Regions from separate parts of the Sus scrofa genome. Here region 1 is linked to region 2. A link is a contact called in public HiChIP or PLAC-seq data. All regions are on one chromosome and are shown on one strand. The core of a region is the stretch at or near the end of the contact, and the rest is flanking DNA. Distances in the headings are between cores, read along the strand shown. Region 1 holds the start of ARID2 (AT-rich interactive domain-containing protein 2). Region 2 holds the start of ANO6 (anoctamin-6).

Region 1 (3,836 bases), core at 252-2,751, 520 kb after region 2:
TGAAATAACCCATCCAGACCTTTACTGGCCTGTGTCCTTGGTTGTCGGTGACTTTGCCCGTAGTGGCCGTCACAGAAATGGGAATGATAATAGGCTTCACACGTCGTGGAGCTTAATTAACATTTGTAGCAAAGGGCTGACTCCAGCTGCTGGTAGATGCAAACTTGTAGTATTTGTTGAGGTGTTGAGTCTCCCATCTAAGCAGCCTTTTTTTTTTTTTTTTTTTTTTTTTGAGCTTCAAAGAAAAAATATTTGGAACTAAGGTCGCATGTGAGACATTTCAGAGAAAGCAAAAATTAAAGGTTTTAGTCAATAGTGGTTTAAAGCGCACTATCTTTAAGATACCTTAATATAAAAACAAATGTTAATTATTATCGTCAAAGTTCAAAAGATTGCTTCCCAACCAGTTTAATTACTGTTTGCATAACTCAGCACAGAATAATCTAGTTTGAGACGTGAAGCCAAAGGGAAGATGAATTAAGAGCATGACTCTATTTCTACAGAACTAGGACAGTTCACATTGTATTTCATTTACAGTTCGCTAAAGTTAGTTTGTGGATAATTCATGGAAAATGTGCTAACCAGGCCCCCAAATACCAGCACAAGGCTCAGAAAAGCCGATTCTCTTAGACCTTAAAAAAAAAAAAAAAAAAAAAAAAAAGATTGACAGATTGACTTTATTCTGATCAGTGAAAAGATGCGGAGCGTGAGGAGCTGCCCCTCTGGGCTTCCTTTCGCTCCCGAGCGCCACACAGGTTCTGTCGGGCGGGCGGGGACTCCAATGGGCCCTTCCAACAGCCGGGCCGGGGACGCGAACATCGCCTCCACCCCTAACCCTGGAACAACCGGTAGTGGCCGTTTCCCCGCGCCTCCCCCCTTTCCGCCGGCTTTGTGTGCGTGTGAAATGTGCGGCACATTGCAGATGAACCCTAAGCCCGGCGAGCCGAGTCTATTGTTCCCCGCGAGGAGCAGCCGGGGCGGTGTGGAGCCAGGCGCAGTGCCGCGGCCGGCCCTCGGGGGTCGCTGTGCGGCGCTGGCTGCCCGGCTGTGGCGGCGCTGGAGCCGGCAGAGAGGGAGGCTGGCGGGGAGGGAAGCAGGCGGGTGGCGCGCAGCGGCTCGGCTGCCGCCGGTGCCTTCTGCCCGGGGACGCCCCGGCCGCGAGGCCGCGCGTGAATGTGTGCGAGGGCCCAGCGGAGCTGCGGCCGGAATACACGCTGTCACCCCGCTTTCCACAAACCACCACACAGACCTCCCCCTCCCCACCCCCAGCCCCGCCTGCCCCAGCCCCGCCGCCGCCGCCGCCGTCGCCGCCGCCGCGGCTGCCGAAACTCCCGGGCCTCCGGCCGCCCCGGCCCCTCACCGTCAGCTCGCCTTTCCCCTGGCCTGTTCGCGCGTCCCCGGCAGCAGCACCATGTTGAATCGCGTCCCCGGGCCGAGCCGCCTGGGCCGGCGGCGCTGAGAGGCGGGCGAGAGCCGGGCCGCGGGGAGGGAGGGAAGGAAGGGGTGGGGGCCGCGCTCGCCCCGCGGCTTCGCGCGGATCCGGCAGTCGCCTGCCCCTCTAGTTTCGCTCCGATTTCTTTAAACTTTTTTAGAAATTCCCCTCCCTCCTTCCCTCCTCTCCCCCTGGCCTCCTGCTCCCTCCTTCCCCTCCTCCTCCTCCTCCTCCCCCTCCCTCCCTCCCTCCCTGCGCCGCCGCCGCCGCCGCCGCCGCCACCGCCGGCCCATGACTGAGCCCCGCCGCCGCCGGCCGAGGAATGGGCTCCGGGCTCTGGTAGGAAGCGCAGGGAGCGGGGGGCGCTTTTAAAACACCGATCTGGGTTTTTTAAAAACCTCCTTTGAAAAAATAATGGCAAACTCGACGGGGAAGGCGCCTCCGGACGAGCGGAGAAAGGGACTCGCTTTCCTGGACGAGCTGCGGCAGTTCCACCACAGCAGAGGGTGAGAGCAGAACCGGGGGGGCAGCGCCGGGGCGAGCCGGGGCGAACAGGGCTCTCCCGCCCGGGCCGGCGCGGGGTCCCGGCTGACAAGTGCGGGGCTTTCTCTCTCCCGCAGGTCGCCTTTTAAAAAAATCCCTGCGGTGGGTGGGAAGGAGCTGGATCTTCACGGTCTCTACACCAGAGTCACTACTTTAGGCGGATTCGCGAAGGTGAGTGGAAGTTTTAATTTGTATTTCCCTCTCGCTGGCCTCCTCCAAAAAGTCTCCTTTGACCCCGGAGTGGGCGCTCGGGGCTGGGGGGGTGGCCCGCGGGGGCCAGAGGCGTTCTTTTCGCTCCCAGCCGGTGGCACGGAGGCGGACGGCGGCGGGGCTGTTTTTGGCCTGGTGGCTCGCGTGCGCGCGGCGGGCGCGGGGCTCGGCGGGCGGGCGGCCCGGCGCCGGCTCGCGCCCTGCCCGGTGCCCGGCCGGCCCGGCGGGGTCTGAGCGCCGCAGCGGGGAGTGCGGGCGTGCGGGGCGCCCGCCCGAGCCCCGCGCCCGCCCCGCGCCCGCGCCCGCCCGCCCGCTCGCTCGCGAGTCAGCTCTGCCGCCGCTGCCGCTCTAGCACAGGCGGAGACACAGAGACACACAGACTCTGAGAGCAGTTTTCGTGCAACTCAAAATTAGCGCGGGCAGGTTTAACATCGATAATCGGCTGCGAAATGATCCCGGCAGCCGGGGGCACAGCCTCGGCCCCGTCGCCCTCGGTTTATACAGCTAACAAAAGAAACCAGGACCTGTCTCCAAATAGCCATCTTAGGCTTCAAGGCTAGGCAGAAGCTGTAGGCCTCAAAGAAGGGCCTATGGAGATGGATAGATCTGGGAGAGGGATCGGAATCGGCCCCGGCCCCGGCCCCCCCAGAACCTGCGGACGTCGCTGTCCGGAACAGTATTGATCCTTTTGAACTTTTTTTTTTTAGTGTAAACGGACCGCGTTGAGATTTAAAAGGGGGCGACAGAGGGACTTGCGATTGGTTATTGTCCGGGCTTCAAAAACAAAACAAACCCACCAACACCCCCCCCCGCCCCCCAAACAAAACAAGTGCTGTTAAATACAGGGCTCTTGGGTGAAAACCCAGTGATTCAAGCAGCCCTTGCTCAGTTACTCTTACGGATCGAGCCGAATCACCCACTGATGCCTGAGGTATCTCCACATCTCTGTAGAATGGGTATTTATTTCATAGTTAGGTTAGAGTTTTCTTGGATTGTGCACTCTCAGACAAGTGTGGCTGTGTTTTTAACAGGTTTCTGAGAAGAATCAGTGGGGAGAAATTGTTGAAGAGTTCAACTTTCCCAGAAGTTGTTCTAACGCTGCCTTTGCTTTAAAACAGTATTACTTGCGGTGAGTAGTAGTGACTCTTCCAACAGTGTTTGGAAATAAGGGACTTATGGGGAGATTTTTTTAAGGAAAAAAAAAAAAGAGAAGAAAGCCCCAAACCAGAAGCAAGCCTTGCTCACCAATTTCTAAACGTCTGTTAATTTCAGCCTGAGAAACATTAAATATCAATAAAGTGAGGTTGTAGGAAGGTGAAAGTTTTCCTTTCCTATTTTAGGATTGTTTACATTTTTCATACAGAATCATTACAGGTGACACCCCACCCCCATTCTTGGTAAACATTCTTTTGTGACATTGTTATTGATTGCTTGATATCCACAGAGGGGCAGAAAGGTGATGCTTAGTAAAAGAGTTAAGATAGTTAATGAAACTTTGTATCCCTTGGGAAATTTTTTCTTTGTTTTGGAAACTCTTTTGCCCTTTTAAATTCTGACTTTAAGATTTTTAAAAAATGAAACTTTTATGTGTGTGGAACCGTGTCACTGAGTAATTTTTCAGTAGAATGTTTCTGCATAGCGTAACATGTTG
Region 2 (4,046 bases), core at 541-3,040:
TTTAAGGGTCGGGCAGAGAAGTCAGGCGGTTCTGTGTCCAGACAAGTGTTCTAATTAATCAGAAGACCAATGAGGGAGAAAATATTTGGCCCATGATCCCCGACTTGGAAAAGCTTTGCAAACCCTCTAACCTGGGCACAGATTGTTAGGCACATTTTATTTCATAAACTATTCATGATATAGATGATCATTTTTCTTTTTTTTCTTTTTTTGCCTTTCTGTCTTTTGGGGGCCACACCTGTGGCATATGGAGGGTCCCAGGCTAGGGGTCTAATCGGAGCTGTAGCTGCCAGCCTACGCCAGAGTCACAGCAACTTGGGATCCGAGTCATGTCTGCGACCCACACCACAGCTCATGGCAACGCCAGATCCTTAACCCACTGAGCAAGGTCAGGGATCGAACCTGCAACCTCATGGAGGACAGTCAGGTTTGTTAACTGTGGCTGAGCCATGACAGGAACTCTAGACAATAATTTTTCAGAGTCAAGGGTGTGGTTCTTACCTAGGCCTATTACATTGATTATTTTTGAAGCATGTCTTAGGTGGAAAAAAAATAATCCATTACAGGAAATAAAATGGATTAAATGAAAGAATGGGATTTACTAATAATAGACTTACAGCTAACTAAAGTAAATAATTCATTTCTCTTCTAGCAACAGTCACCTGTACATATAAGGCCAGCAGTGTCTCTCTGCAACATTTATCAAGCAAGAAAAATGTAAACTCTAAAATCTGTGAAGAACTTCAAATGACTCATTGAAACCTGTTGCAAATGCAAACACAAGAATTTTCTAACTAATTTATCTTGAGCAAAGTCTTAGGCCCTAAGAACCAGGCAATTTGGTGAGAGGACTATGGCAGGAAGTTGATAAGAATTTAAGAGCTTAGAATTGATGGGGTGCAAAGTGATTTTTTAAAAACAGATTTAGAAATGTCTCTAGAAGAGGTTTAGAAAGTGGCTAGGAACACAGATTCTAGAATAAGCTGCTTGGGTTTGAATCCCAACTCTGCCACTTACTGTGTGTGTGTGATTTGGGGCAAGTTATTCAGTCACCCTGTGTCTGAGTAAATGTGTGGTAACAACTCCTAGGGTCATTGTGAGAATTAAATGACCACATGTAAAACATTTAGAATTGTGCCTAACACATAAAAATTACCATATGCATTTGTCAAATGAAAATCATGAAAACTAATCATGTAACCAACATTCCTCTGGAATTTGTTTTAGTAGGCTCCATAAGCATTGGGGACAGAATTAAAAAAAAATCTTTTCCACTTCTCAACTTTTTCTTTACCTTCCCATCTTTTATTTTTCCCCTCTTCTCTTCAGAGTACTGTATTGACTTTTCTTTATATTAAAAATAATTTTTTTCAAAAGGTTCTTTAAGAAGTAATTACAGTGTTTCCTGGATATTTTCTTTTTTGTGGGTTTTTTTTCATTTTTTTATGCATTAATTAATTTGTGCAGGAGGGCTTCAGTTAATCACTAATTTAATAATTCTGGATATTTTCTTAATTTGCTGTTTTATAATGCATATTCATAGCTGTTTTCCCACTGCCACTCACAGGTGGGCTCAATGTTTCATATGAAAATGTTTTCACATGGGGAGTTCCTGTTGTGACACATCAGAAACAAATTCAGTTAGTTTCCGTGAGGATGCAGGTTAGATCCCTGGCCTTGCTCAATGGGTTAAGGATCCCGCTTGCTGTGGCTGTTTCATTTCATATGAAATTTCATATGAAAACATCAGAAATAAGTATATAGGAGAATAAGATGCACAGTAGATTTAGTGTTAGCTCAATGTTTATTCTAATTATCATGATAATGCTGGTACTTAAATGGGAAAAAGTTTCAATAAGTGTTAGGGGGACAATGAATACAACAAGGATTTGGTTACACCTTCCAGCCCTTTCGAGAAGTCAAAAATCGTCCCACCTGAATTCACCAGCTGCTTGGAAGAAAATTCTGCAGATGCACAAACCCAGGAATCTGCAGTTCAAACTACCCCATGTGTCTTAAAAGCAGAAATCCCTTTGTATTTGTCATGTTGAGCCCTTTGGTCTTCACGAAAGCATTCTTACGCTCTCTGCCTCAACGTTATTTCAGCACCTTATTTCTTCTGCTTATAATAGTTTTCCACACTGCTTTAGAGTTTACACCGAACCATCGGGGAGGTCCTCACTTCCTTTGCCTTTATGTGACGCCAAGGTTCAAGCTTTCAAAGTCCCAATACGCTGCATGCTGGGTGATCATCTTCCGACCACTCCCTGTGCGCTCCAGCGTGCGGGGGTAGGGGGCGCTTCTCCCTCCTCCTAACCTCACTTTAGGCGGAAATCCTCTTGCCTTTTGTAAACAAGCATTTTTAGATCTCGCTCTTTGGGTCATTTTTCTTCCGTTGTTTATTATCTACGAGTTTGGCCTCTTTTCCCTGTAATCTCCCTCTCCCCATTCCCCTCCGGAAGGCACATCCCCCCACCTAGAGTCAGAGTAATTGATACTTTAAGATCCTCTACTAGCTTCACGTTCCCTTTAAACACATCCAAACGTGCTCGCCTTCAGGGTGCTTTCCTTGAGCTGCAGCTGCGTCTTTCCCCTCTTAGATAGATGTCAAAGCAAACAAGCCCCAGGACGTGCCCATATATGACCTTGGAACAGAAAGCTGCCTCGTTTGGGGCAACCGAGAACCCTGTCCACTCCCACCCTCGCGTGCTCTCGCCACCCCCTTCGGCTAGTTCACTCGCGTGCACAACGCGGACGCCAGCTACTCCCTCCCTTCTCCTGACTTCCTTCTAAGAGCCTCGTAAACCTGGGAAGTTCAATCATTCCGCAGCAAACCTCGGTGCTCACTGGGCATGCTCAGTGGCCGGCCCGGCTCGGTGGCCAGAGGTTGCCTTGGGCGCAGGGCTCGGGTCGGCTGCCTCCTGGTCTCGGCTTCCCGGAGCGCGGGCTGAGCACCGAGGCTCCTGAGTCCGAAACGAGACTCGCCCCGCCGTCCTCGCCCGGGCGCCAGCCCCGCCAGAGCGCCGTCGTTCGGGACCCCGGGAACCCCCAACTTCGCGCCAAGTTCCGAGCCTCCTTCGGGGAGAGGCATGCAAATGATGACCAGGGACGTTCTACTTGAAAGGGAGCTGGAGGACGACGACGACGAGGATGGGGATATCGGTGAGCTAGGGGTCCTTAGGGTGGGCCAACTTGGGGCCCTGCGTCCGCACCCGAAAGCGCGAGCCGACGCGGGAGGAAGTCGGGACCGCGCGTGGGCGCCGCACCCTTGGCGGTGGAGGTTGGCGGGAACCCTCGGCCGCTCGGGGGAGCTGGCTCGGGAGCACCGGGAGGTGGAAGCCCGCGCGCCGCACTCCCGGGGCCGCAATGCGGCCGCCGCGCTCCGCGGGTCGGCTGCTTCCCTGCTCAGCTCGCGGCGGGCAGGCAGCCCCCGGGAAAGCAGAGGAGGGGCGGGGCACGCGCGGGTCCGCGGGTCACTTTAGAGAAACCCTGCGAGGGTCGCGGTCCCTGAACAGTCGCGGGAGACAGGGAGACGCCCCCCGCGCGCGCGGAAGTCTTGACTGAGAACAACAACTTTTGGGTCATTTCCTCCGGCTCGAACCGGCGCTGGGGATTCCGAAGAGCTGGCGCGGGCGGCGAGCCGTGGGCGGTGTTGGGATGGGCGCCCGGGTTGGGAGAGCCGGGGTGTGACCCGCCAGAATCCTCCGAAGGTGGCAGCGGACGCGGGACTTTGGGTCAGAGGGTTGGGGCTGGGAGGGGCGGCCGAGAACTGATTTGTGGCCGGGATCCTTTTTTCGTCAGCTGCGCCGGCCCGCGGGGGAAGTGATGGGAGGAGGAAGCCCTTGGGCAGGGTGGATCGCTGGGCTTTTCCTACAGTCCAGAGGACCAGGGGCCTAGGGGCAAGCCTGGGGCGCCCCATTTCTAGTTTAAAATTGCTCACAAGTAGTGGAAGGGAAAGAGGGAGAGCCCTTTAAGAGTCAACAAACAAAAGGGGTGGGAGGAGGCGAGGAAGATGCGAGCAATCGAAGGAGAGGAGGAGAAAGTCA

What was found. HiChIP or PLAC-seq counts read pairs in DNA pulled down with a chosen protein or histone mark.
Region 1: a contact with region 2 is called in an H3K27ac HiChIP or PLAC-seq map of alveolar macrophages. The contact joins the promoter of ARID2 here to the promoter of ANO6 in region 2. A contact is called at or near these places in 2 of 5 promoter capture datasets (fetal skeletal muscle and liver), 11 of 47 Hi-C or Micro-C datasets (fetal heart ventricle, fetal skeletal muscle, heart right ventricle and 7 more) and 2 of 2 datasets of contacts at active chromatin or transcription factors (alveolar macrophages and skeletal muscle).

Annotation. Positions count from the first base shown.
Region 1 is chr5:76,635,884-76,639,719 of Sscrofa11.1, forward strand. ARID2 (AT-rich interactive domain-containing protein 2) reads left to right here and starts at 1,502. Exons shown (of 22, transcript XM_021092987.1): 1 at 1,502-1,938; 2 at 2,053-2,146; 3 at 3,217-3,314. The coding sequence starts at 1,847.
Region 2 is chr5:76,110,638-76,114,683 of Sscrofa11.1, forward strand. ANO6 (anoctamin-6) reads left to right here and starts at 1,791. Exons shown (of 22, transcript XM_005655713.3): 1 at 1,791-3,162. The coding sequence starts at 3,090. It overlaps LOC110260769 (a long non-coding RNA gene), which reads left to right and starts at 3,169. Exons shown (of 2, transcript XR_002344171.1): 1 at 3,169-4,046.